Linked DNA regions of Macaca mulatta: region 1 is linked to region 2. The links are chromatin contacts, called in public Hi-C maps. All regions are on one chromosome and are shown on one strand. The core of a region is the stretch at or near the end of the contact, and the rest is flanking DNA. Distances in the headings are between cores, read along the strand shown. Region 1 holds the start of KLF13 (KLF transcription factor 13). Region 2 holds the start of LOC144329826.

Region 1 (4,092 bases), core at 1,099-3,598, 42 kb before region 2:
ATTTCTGCCTTCTAACAAATGCTCCAGAAGGAAGTTAAAGTCAACACATACTAACCATCCACCAACTTTACCCAGAAACTCAACCACCCTTTCAGCCTTTAGTCTCTATACTCCCCAGACACAGCTGCTCTGCTTTTCTGTTGCTTCCATTTGAAATGAGGCGGCCCAGCCCTCACATATACATAGGCCATCTCTGTCAAAATTTTACTTAGCAACGAAAACATGGACTCTTAGCTAAGAGATTTTCTCTGGGGAAGAGCTGTGTCTGTGCGGAAGACGCTTCCATGTAGGTTTGGGATAAAGTCAGTGAACACCATGACAATCATCAAACGCTTGAGTGGATTTTTGAGAAACCGGCCAGGGGGCTCAGTTTTCTATCCAGAATGCCACAGAATACAGTCAAAATTCTTTGGCATCCACATTCTTGGGAAACTCTTGGAGGGGGTGCATCAGTGCCGAGGACCCTTGGCCATGCAGGGCATCCCCTCACCCAGGGCAGGCTTGTTTTGTTCATGGCTGTAGTAGCCCAATACCTAGAATAGTGCACACTCTAGGAGGCCTACCACTGTGTATGCTGGCTGGGGTGACCCGTGGAGAGACGTGGCACCTTGAAGATTGGGGAGAATTCTGCTGGCTGGAAAGCGGCCAGGAGGGTATGGGTGGCTGATAAGCTGGTGTAGGACCACTCCTTCCTTAAGAAGTGACTGACTGTGACATGTGGTGGGAATGGAGGAACATTCCGAATCATTAGTTGGTCAGGACACACGTCTCTTAAATGTCATCAACACAATCTGCCTAGAAGAAACATGATTACTTTCTGCCAAGCACAGACCCTCCTAGAGGGACCAGACCCAGCCCAGCACCTTTATAGTCAGCCCAGAGGGGAGCAACTCAATCAGCGAGACGGCATTTTTGGGTTTTAGTTACACATACTGAGGGTGCTCAAACATCCATGCAATTTGCTGTTCACCATAACACGCAACCCGGAATGGCTGTTTCGGTCCCCCGTCGGTTACCTGAAAAGCGGTCTTACTGGGCCCCAACCCCAAATCAATTTGGTGAGAACCTGAACTCCGCTATTAACCTTAATTCTGAGAGAAGAATGACACCCCCCTCCCACTGCTGGGGTCCACTGAGGGTGAGTGCCCGGGCTCCTTCATTCTCCAGGCTCCTCTCAGAACACAGCGAGGGTGGCGGACTCCTTCCAATGTCCATTAAGCACAATGCACCGGGGAGAGGCAGTAGGCGGTTTGCTGAGCCCGGTTCCGAGGCGGTGGGAAGTTATTCACCGGCGTCTCCGAGGTCAGCCCAGGCCTGGAGAATGGCTGGGGCCGCGGGCTGGAGTAGGGGTTACCGGTGAGAGTCAAGGGCAAGTTGGCCAGGCCCGGGCCGGGAGGCGCGGGCAGGACGCAGCCGAGCATTTCCTCCGGGAGGCCCAGACAGCGGGCGGGTGGGGCGCGGTGGGCGGGGTCCTCGCAGTTGGTGGCTTTTGAAGCCCCCCCGACCGCGGTGGGAGAGGGGCAGCCTAGAAGAGTTGGCAGCGGGCCTGAGGCGGGAGGGGGAGGAAGGGGCCCCGCGTTCCCTCAGCAGCGGCGCCGGCCGCCCTGGCACGTAGTTCGCTTCTGGAGGCACAGGCCGCGGTGGGCGCGCCACCCGGGCTGCCAGGCTCACCGCCAGCCGAGGCCAGACCTGTTCGGGCTGACCCGAGCTCAAGGGTAGCGCGGCCGCACACCGGACCCCGGCCGCCAGGAACGAGCCCGAGGAGTCTGTCCCTCCCGCAGGAACTGCCCCGCCCGGACTCCCGGAGCTCTGCAGGGCAAGGGCGTGGAGCGGGCGAGCGGCCTGAGGCTCTAGGCGCGGCCACCCGGCAAACTGGCGGCTGAGGGCGCGGCGCGAGTGCTTTCCGCCCCCAGGCAGCCCCGCGCCCGGCCGAGCAGACACGCCTCCCGGCCGGCGCCCATCGCGGGAGGAACAAATGGCGCCCTCCAGAAAGCACTCCGCTCCACGCCGGGGGCGAAGGCTGGCCACCACACAAAAGCTCCGGCAGGGAAGTGCCCGCTGTGTCCCCACTGCGGGGGGTACGGGCAGCAGCTCCGCGCCGCGACTACCAGGCCCACCACCCCCGGACGTCATGCGTCAGCGCGCCCCGCTCCAGTTTCCGCCCCTCCTCCTACCGGCCCAGGGGACACGCCCACTGGCGCGCGCAGGCCCCGGGACCGGGCACGCCCCTCTAACGGCCCGGATTGGCCTGGCCGTGCACTCACGGACGAATGGCGTCCGTCCTGGCAATCGGCCACGCCCCCTTCCCCAGGCGCGGGCACGCGACCCCTCCGTTCCTCCGGTGCGCGCTCTGGGCTCCCCGCCCCCTCCGCGCGCGCAGCTCCCCGCGGCCGCCGCCGCCTGTAACCTGCGCCGCCAGGATGTGGCTGGGGGCTGACGTCGGGTCCAGATGTGGCCCCGGCCCCGCCCACCCCCGGGGCCGGGCCGCCCACACCGAGCCGCGGCGCGCTCGGCAGCTGTCCCGCCTGCCACAATGCGCGGCGAAACTGCGGCCGCGACTTGGCGTGGTGGTCCCTAACGTCGCCGCTCGGCATCCTTAGAAGCGGCCGCCCCTGACGCCGCGCGGGGACCCCAGTCGTCCGCGCCCCCCATGCGCTCGCTCTTCGGTGCCCGGCCGGGCCGGCGCCTCGCAGACGCGGAGCCGCGCGGGTGACGGCAGAGGCGGCTGCGCGCCCAGCCCAGCCCAGCCCGAGGAGAGGGCGCGCCGCGCCCCCGCCCCCCGCCCGCTCTCCCGAGGCCGTGGGTGCGGATGCGCGGCTGACGCCTCGCAGCAAGAGCACCGCCGCCGGCCCCAGCCCGCAGCATGGCAGCCGCCGCCTATGTGGACCACTTCGCCGCCGAGTGCCTCGTGTCCATGTCGAGCCGCGCGGTCGTGCACGGGCCGCGTGAGGGGCCGGAGTCCCGGCCCGAGGGCGCGGCCGCGGCCGCCACCCCCACGCTGCCCCGCGTCGAGGAGCGCCGCGACGGTAAGGACAGCGCCTCGCTCTTCGTGGTGGCGCGGATCCTAGCGGACCTCAACCAGCAAGCACCGGCGCCCGTCCCGGCGGAGCGCAGGGAGGGCGCCGCGGCCCGGAAGGCGAGGACCCCCTGCCGCCTGCCGCCGCCCGCCCCCGAGCCCGCCTCCCCCGGCGGCGAAGGCGCGGCGGCCGCGCCCCCCAGCCCGGCGTGGAGCGAGCCGGAGCCCGAGGCGGGGCTGGAACCCGAGCGGGAGCCGGGACCCGCGGGGAGCGGCGAGCCCGGCCTCAGACAAAGGGGCCGGCGGGGCCGAAGTCGCGCCGACCTCGAGTCCCCGCAGAGGAAGCACAAGTGCCACTACGCGGGCTGCGAGAAAGTTTACGGGAAATCCTCGCACCTCAAGGCGCACCTGAGAACTCACACAGGTCAGTGGGGCGGCGCGGGCGCCCGGATTGCTCGGTCGGGGTCAGTGCGAGCTGCCCGACCACGCCCCCGGAGCCGCCGGCGGGGCGCGAGGTAGGGGCCGGGCGGGCCGGGACGCCCGGGGCTTCGCCCCTTCCCCCGCCGCTCCAACCCGCTGCTGGCCCCGCGCGCCGTGCGAGGCGGGTCCTGGCTCTTGGAGCCGGCGCCCGCCAGGCGACCGCGCCCCCGCCGGGCACGCCCCCTCCCCGGGCGCGCTCGGGTGGGGCCGCGGGGGCGGATGTAGTCATCTGGGTCGGGGGCGGGGACCCCGCCCGGCCGGGGGGCGGTGTGGGCAGGTGCGGACAGCCTGGGTGTGGACCGCAGGCGGCACTCGTGACGGTGGGGCGCCCGGTAGCGGGGGCAGGGGACGCTCTCCGGGGTCCCTCCTAGTCTCCTCCCCCGCCGCCCGGGCGCGCGCTCAGGAGGGGAGGGGCCGGCCCTGGCGCGCGGCGGGCGAAGTTCACGTAGGGACAAGGCTTCCTTCGCCACTCGGCATATTCTCCGCTCTCTTCTTCCTGTAATTTTTCCAGCGCTCTAAGGTTTAATTTGTCGTAACCAGAGTCAGCGGCGGCGCTGGGCGATGCGGGGGGCGGTCCCGGCTCCCGCTCCCCGCCT
Region 2 (4,462 bases), core at 1,941-4,440:
AGATCTGCAGTGTGGTTCATACAGGGGTAGCTAGAGCTGGGTGGAGGGCGGGGTGGCCCACTCACCTGTGGGGTGGTGGGTAGGAGTTTGGCTAAGGCTGGATCACAGGAGATAACTTGGAGCGTGCCCTTTGCGTAGGTGAGCAGAGTGGAGTCCGCGCCACGGCCCGAGTCTGAGCTCAGGCTTTGAGCTGGAGCATGCACACTCCTGAGCTGGCTGCATTTGCACGTGGCTGCTGTGGGGGAGGGGGGAGGTGGCTGCTGAGGTGGATGGGGGGCTCAGCTGAAGGAGAGAAAGCCCCTGCGCTGCCCTCCCGACTGGCTCTCTGAGGGAACACGCTGTCCCCGCCTGGGCCTGCGGCTTGGGCAAGAGCAGCATGTGGGACGCTGTGTTCCCTGATAAGATGAGGCAATTGCTCTCAGTCGGCGCTGCTCCGCTCGCGGCCTCGCTGTGGCGCCAGGGAACATTTATGTAACGCGCAGCCCTGAGCAGCTGCCCCGCCCAACCTTACTCCAATCCCCACCCCCTACTCTCCGGCAACTCCATGCGGTCCCCTACCCTGCACCCCCCGGCCATGCAGCCTGGTACCCGAAGAGTCCCCCACTACCTGGCACCCGTAGGACCCCCAAACCCCAGCATGGCGTAGCCCCTCCCCCAGCTCCCCACAGTTCCCCCAGCCCTCTTACAGCCTCCCTTCCAGGCTCCAGGGCACCTAGCGCCCCTCCAGGCTCCACCCCAGCCCCCTTCCTCTCACCCAGTCTCCTCACAAGGCCTAATCCCACCTTGTCTCAGGCCCCCCATCCCATGCACAGGCGCAGGCACACACAGCCAGAACCCCTGGGGCCCTCCCACCTGGGGAGCTGGAGTGGCTCTGGGATCCGGCAGGAAGGCTAGGAGCTCCTCCGCAAGAGTCTAGAATCTCCTACCGATTCTCTTGTCATTTTGGAGCTAGAGGGAGCCCTGTCCTGTTGAGTCCCTGTCCTGCTGTTGCTGTCTCCATATGACATGCCCGGCTGGAGGCAGATGAAGGGTTTGAGCCAAGCAAGGAGGGTGCTTGGGTTTGTTTAGTCCGATGGGCCCCCTTTGCCGTAGAATGAGAGGTGGGCGCACTCCCTGAAGGGCCAGGCCTGGCTGGCCCCTCACCTCACTGGGTGCCCCCCTGTGCTCACTTCACTTGGCTGCACACAGTCCCCCTGGAGTCTGTCCCCAGAACAGCAGTTTTTAGAGTGAAGCTGGACACCCGCAGGTGTCTTCCCTTCACCAGGGCCATGAGATCAAAACTGTTTTCATAACAATAGCACTGTTTGCCTCATTCTCCCAAAAGAGTACAGTAGGCTATTGCAGATGCTACAAGATGTGTGACAGCACTGTCCCTCTTCAGTGACTGGAATGCATGCTTGGATTGAAGACTTCGTTTCCATTTTAATTTCTAATTTCTAATATGATGAATAGCAGGGGCTCTCACCCACATGCACGAAAGCTCCTGGGGCTCCTTGCGACCGTGTGGGTGAAAGTGGCCTGGGGCATGTTGCTCCCTGTTCCCGCCCCAGCCTGTTCTCCCTTCTCTGAGCTGTTCCTTGTCAGCCTCCTGGGTGCTGCCTGAGTGTCACTACCAGGGGACCCAGCCAGACCTGGTGCTGCTGCTCCTTGCTGGCCTGAGCCATAACTCCTGTTGTGGGCCAGTTCACCACTGTCACCTCTCTGCAGCGGGCTGAGGGAGGAGCAGAGAATGGAGCCGTGGGGCCTGCATCTGCCTGGGTCAGGACCGTGTCTCTGGGCCAGGCACCCAGTATGTCCCCTGTCAAAGCATAAAGCTCCTGACGTACAGGGAGGCCAAGAGCTGTGTTGGTGGAGTGGCTGCGCCAGACACCCGCCTTCCTCCACTCCAGGCTGCCTGGCACCAGCGCCCCATCCATTGGATGCTGCATTTCTCTGCGGCCCCAACATCGTGTGGCCCATCTGTAGCTCTGTGTACCTCACATGCTGCCCCGGCCTGCAGGCAGAAGGAGCTAAAGGGCAAGGCTCCTCACAAGAGCTATTAGGAAGCAAGGCTGAGTGTGGCTTCCCCCCACACCAACAGGCGCAAATCTGGGGAGACTCACTTGACAGGGCTAATGACTAAGAGCAACAGTAACAGCTGAGATTTCAGGAGTGGACCTTTGGAACGTGCCAGGCACTGTGCTGAGGCCAGTCATGCACCGCCCCTCGGGATCACTGTATGGACCACCCTATGAGGATGGGGCAGTGTGCTCACTTCCTGTGGCTGCTGTTACACATTACCACAAACTGGGTGGCTGAAAAGCACCTGAAACTCACTGTCTCACAGTTCCAGAAACCAAGGTATTGGCAGGGTTAATTCCTTCCGGAGGCTCTGAGGGAGAATCTGCTCCATGCCTCCCCTTCCTTCCCCTGCCCCCTTTCTCCCCCTTCTCACTTGCTCCCTTCCCCCTCTTCCCCACCCTCCACACTTGGGAACGCATCTCCAGATCCTTACCTGATTACATCTGCAAAGACCCTTTTTCCCGATAAGATCACATGCACAGGTTCTGGGGGTTATGGCTTGGCTATATCTTTTTGGGGACCATTATTCACTCTACTACAGCCAGCAAGGAGCTTGTTCGAGGCCATAGTGTCACAGCTAGGGAACAGGGTCTGAACCTCATCTGTCAGACCTGACATGGTTAATGCTAAACCATTTAATGCTGCACTTTCCCAAGCTTTTGATGACTAGTGTGCGACGTGAATCTCCAAGAGTGGAATTACCGTGCAACATTTTCACTCTTTGGTTGACAAAATTTTTTATTCTGGAAGCAATGAATAGTTTTATACAATGATAACATTTCTTTGAACATGTTTTGGGAAATATTGGACTAGATATTTAAGGAACTATATTTAAACATTTCTTCTTATTGTTATGGAAGAAACAAATACATAGAATTTTTTTTTTAAGACCCAAGGCGGGCGTGTGGCTCATACCTATAATTCCAGCACTTTGGGAGGCTGAGGAAGACGGATCACTTGAGGTCAGGAGTTCAAGACCAGCCTAGCCAACATGGTGAAACCCTGTCTCTACTAAAAATATAAAAACTAGCCAGGCATGGGTGGGTGCCTGTAATCCCAGCTAGTCGGGAGGCTGAGGCACAAGAATCACTTGAACCTGGGAGGTGGAGGTTGCAGTGGCAGAGCAAGACTGGCTCAGATTAGATAGATAGGTAAATAGGTAGAGATACCCATAACACAGAGGAGCTTGCAACAAAAAAAATCCTCTCACCAGTCTAGCGCCACTCCTTAGAGAGCATTTCTTTTCTGATTTTAGTTGTCTTGATGGTTACTGCTATAAATGAACTGTATCTTATTGCTGTTTCTTGATTTATCAAATTTAGATATTCTCTGTTATCCCTCCTGCCATGAAATTTAAGGATTTACCTCACTCCTGTCCCTCCCCTCCAACTCTTCCTAAATTGATGGATGTATTATTTTACTTATTTTGACTATCTTTGTAATTTTAAATCTCTGTGTTTGATTTAGGTATGTTCTTTGCACACTGTGTGCATTCCGACTTTTCCCTTAAATCCATGTTCTCTTCTGGGCCCACAAGTCAGTTGTATGGCCTTTGTTTATAGGATTGGTTCTAAACACTGACAACTAGTGCTAAGGTTAGTATGACCACAGCTGTGTGAAGTTTGCTTCCATCAGCAGGGCTTGTGCTGGGATTACGTTTCTTGCCACCACCTCATGGAGTTGTGAAGAATAAATAATAGAGCATAGGAAAAATCCCTAGAACCGAGCTTGGCTCGGAGCTCTTGACCCATAATCATGAGGCATTTTCGTTTACATCTAATTTGAACCACAGTTTTTTTATATGTCTTTTATTTTTCCTGGAGTTTCTAATTGCCTCTTTTTTCTTTTAAACAAAGAAGAGTGATGTGTCTTTACTGTATCCTGAAGTGTATCCAGCCTTTTGATGGTACTCTGTGGTGCACAAAACTCACTTTCCTCCTGGAATTTTCCCCCGTGAGCCCCGGTCCTGTGCTCCAGTGACCTCCCAGGTCTCTGCCTCGCTCTTGTCATGAGGTGGCCCTTTACTATACAGTCATGTCCCTAGCTCCTTGGTCTTATCTCATTTTAGCTGGAGTGTGTGAGACATTAACTTGGAAGACCCTGTTCCTTTGTCTTCAGGATCCACTGTGACTTAGGAAAAGTCTGGTGTCTGTCCCAGCCTTGTTCCTTTGTGGATGACCTGGTGTTTGTTTCTTCCTCCTCTCTCTATTAAGCTGTGAGAGCTCCTGTTTTTACTCAGTGTTCTGACATTGCAGAGCTTCTCACAGCAGAGATCTTAACTCACTTACCTGGTCCACCTCAGTGCAGCCTGTCTCATGTTAGTCTCCTGTCTCCTTTTTCTTTTTCTTCTTTTTTTTTTGTACTCTTTGACAGAGACTGTTGTTATTTCTTTTGTAATTTC

The links. Hi-C and Micro-C count contacts between places; a contact is called where the count stands out from the background.
Region 1: a contact with region 2 is called in a Hi-C map of liver, with 3 times the contacts expected there. The contact joins the promoter of KLF13 here to the promoter of LOC144329826 in region 2. A contact is called at or near these places in 3 of 14 Hi-C or Micro-C datasets (CD4 T cells, blood and liver).

What each region holds. Positions count from the first base shown.
Region 1 is chr7:7,847,512-7,851,603 of T2T-MMU8v2.0, reverse strand. It overlaps KLF13 (KLF transcription factor 13), which reads left to right and starts at 2,348. Exons shown (of 2, transcript XM_028850658.2): 1 at 2,348-3,440. The coding sequence starts at 2,864.
Region 2 is chr7:7,806,351-7,810,812 of T2T-MMU8v2.0, reverse strand. LOC144329826 reads right to left here and starts at 3,190. Exons shown (of 3, transcript XR_013395471.1): 1 at 853-3,190; 2 at 1-235. All of the region lies in intron 1 of KLF13 (KLF transcription factor 13), which reads left to right.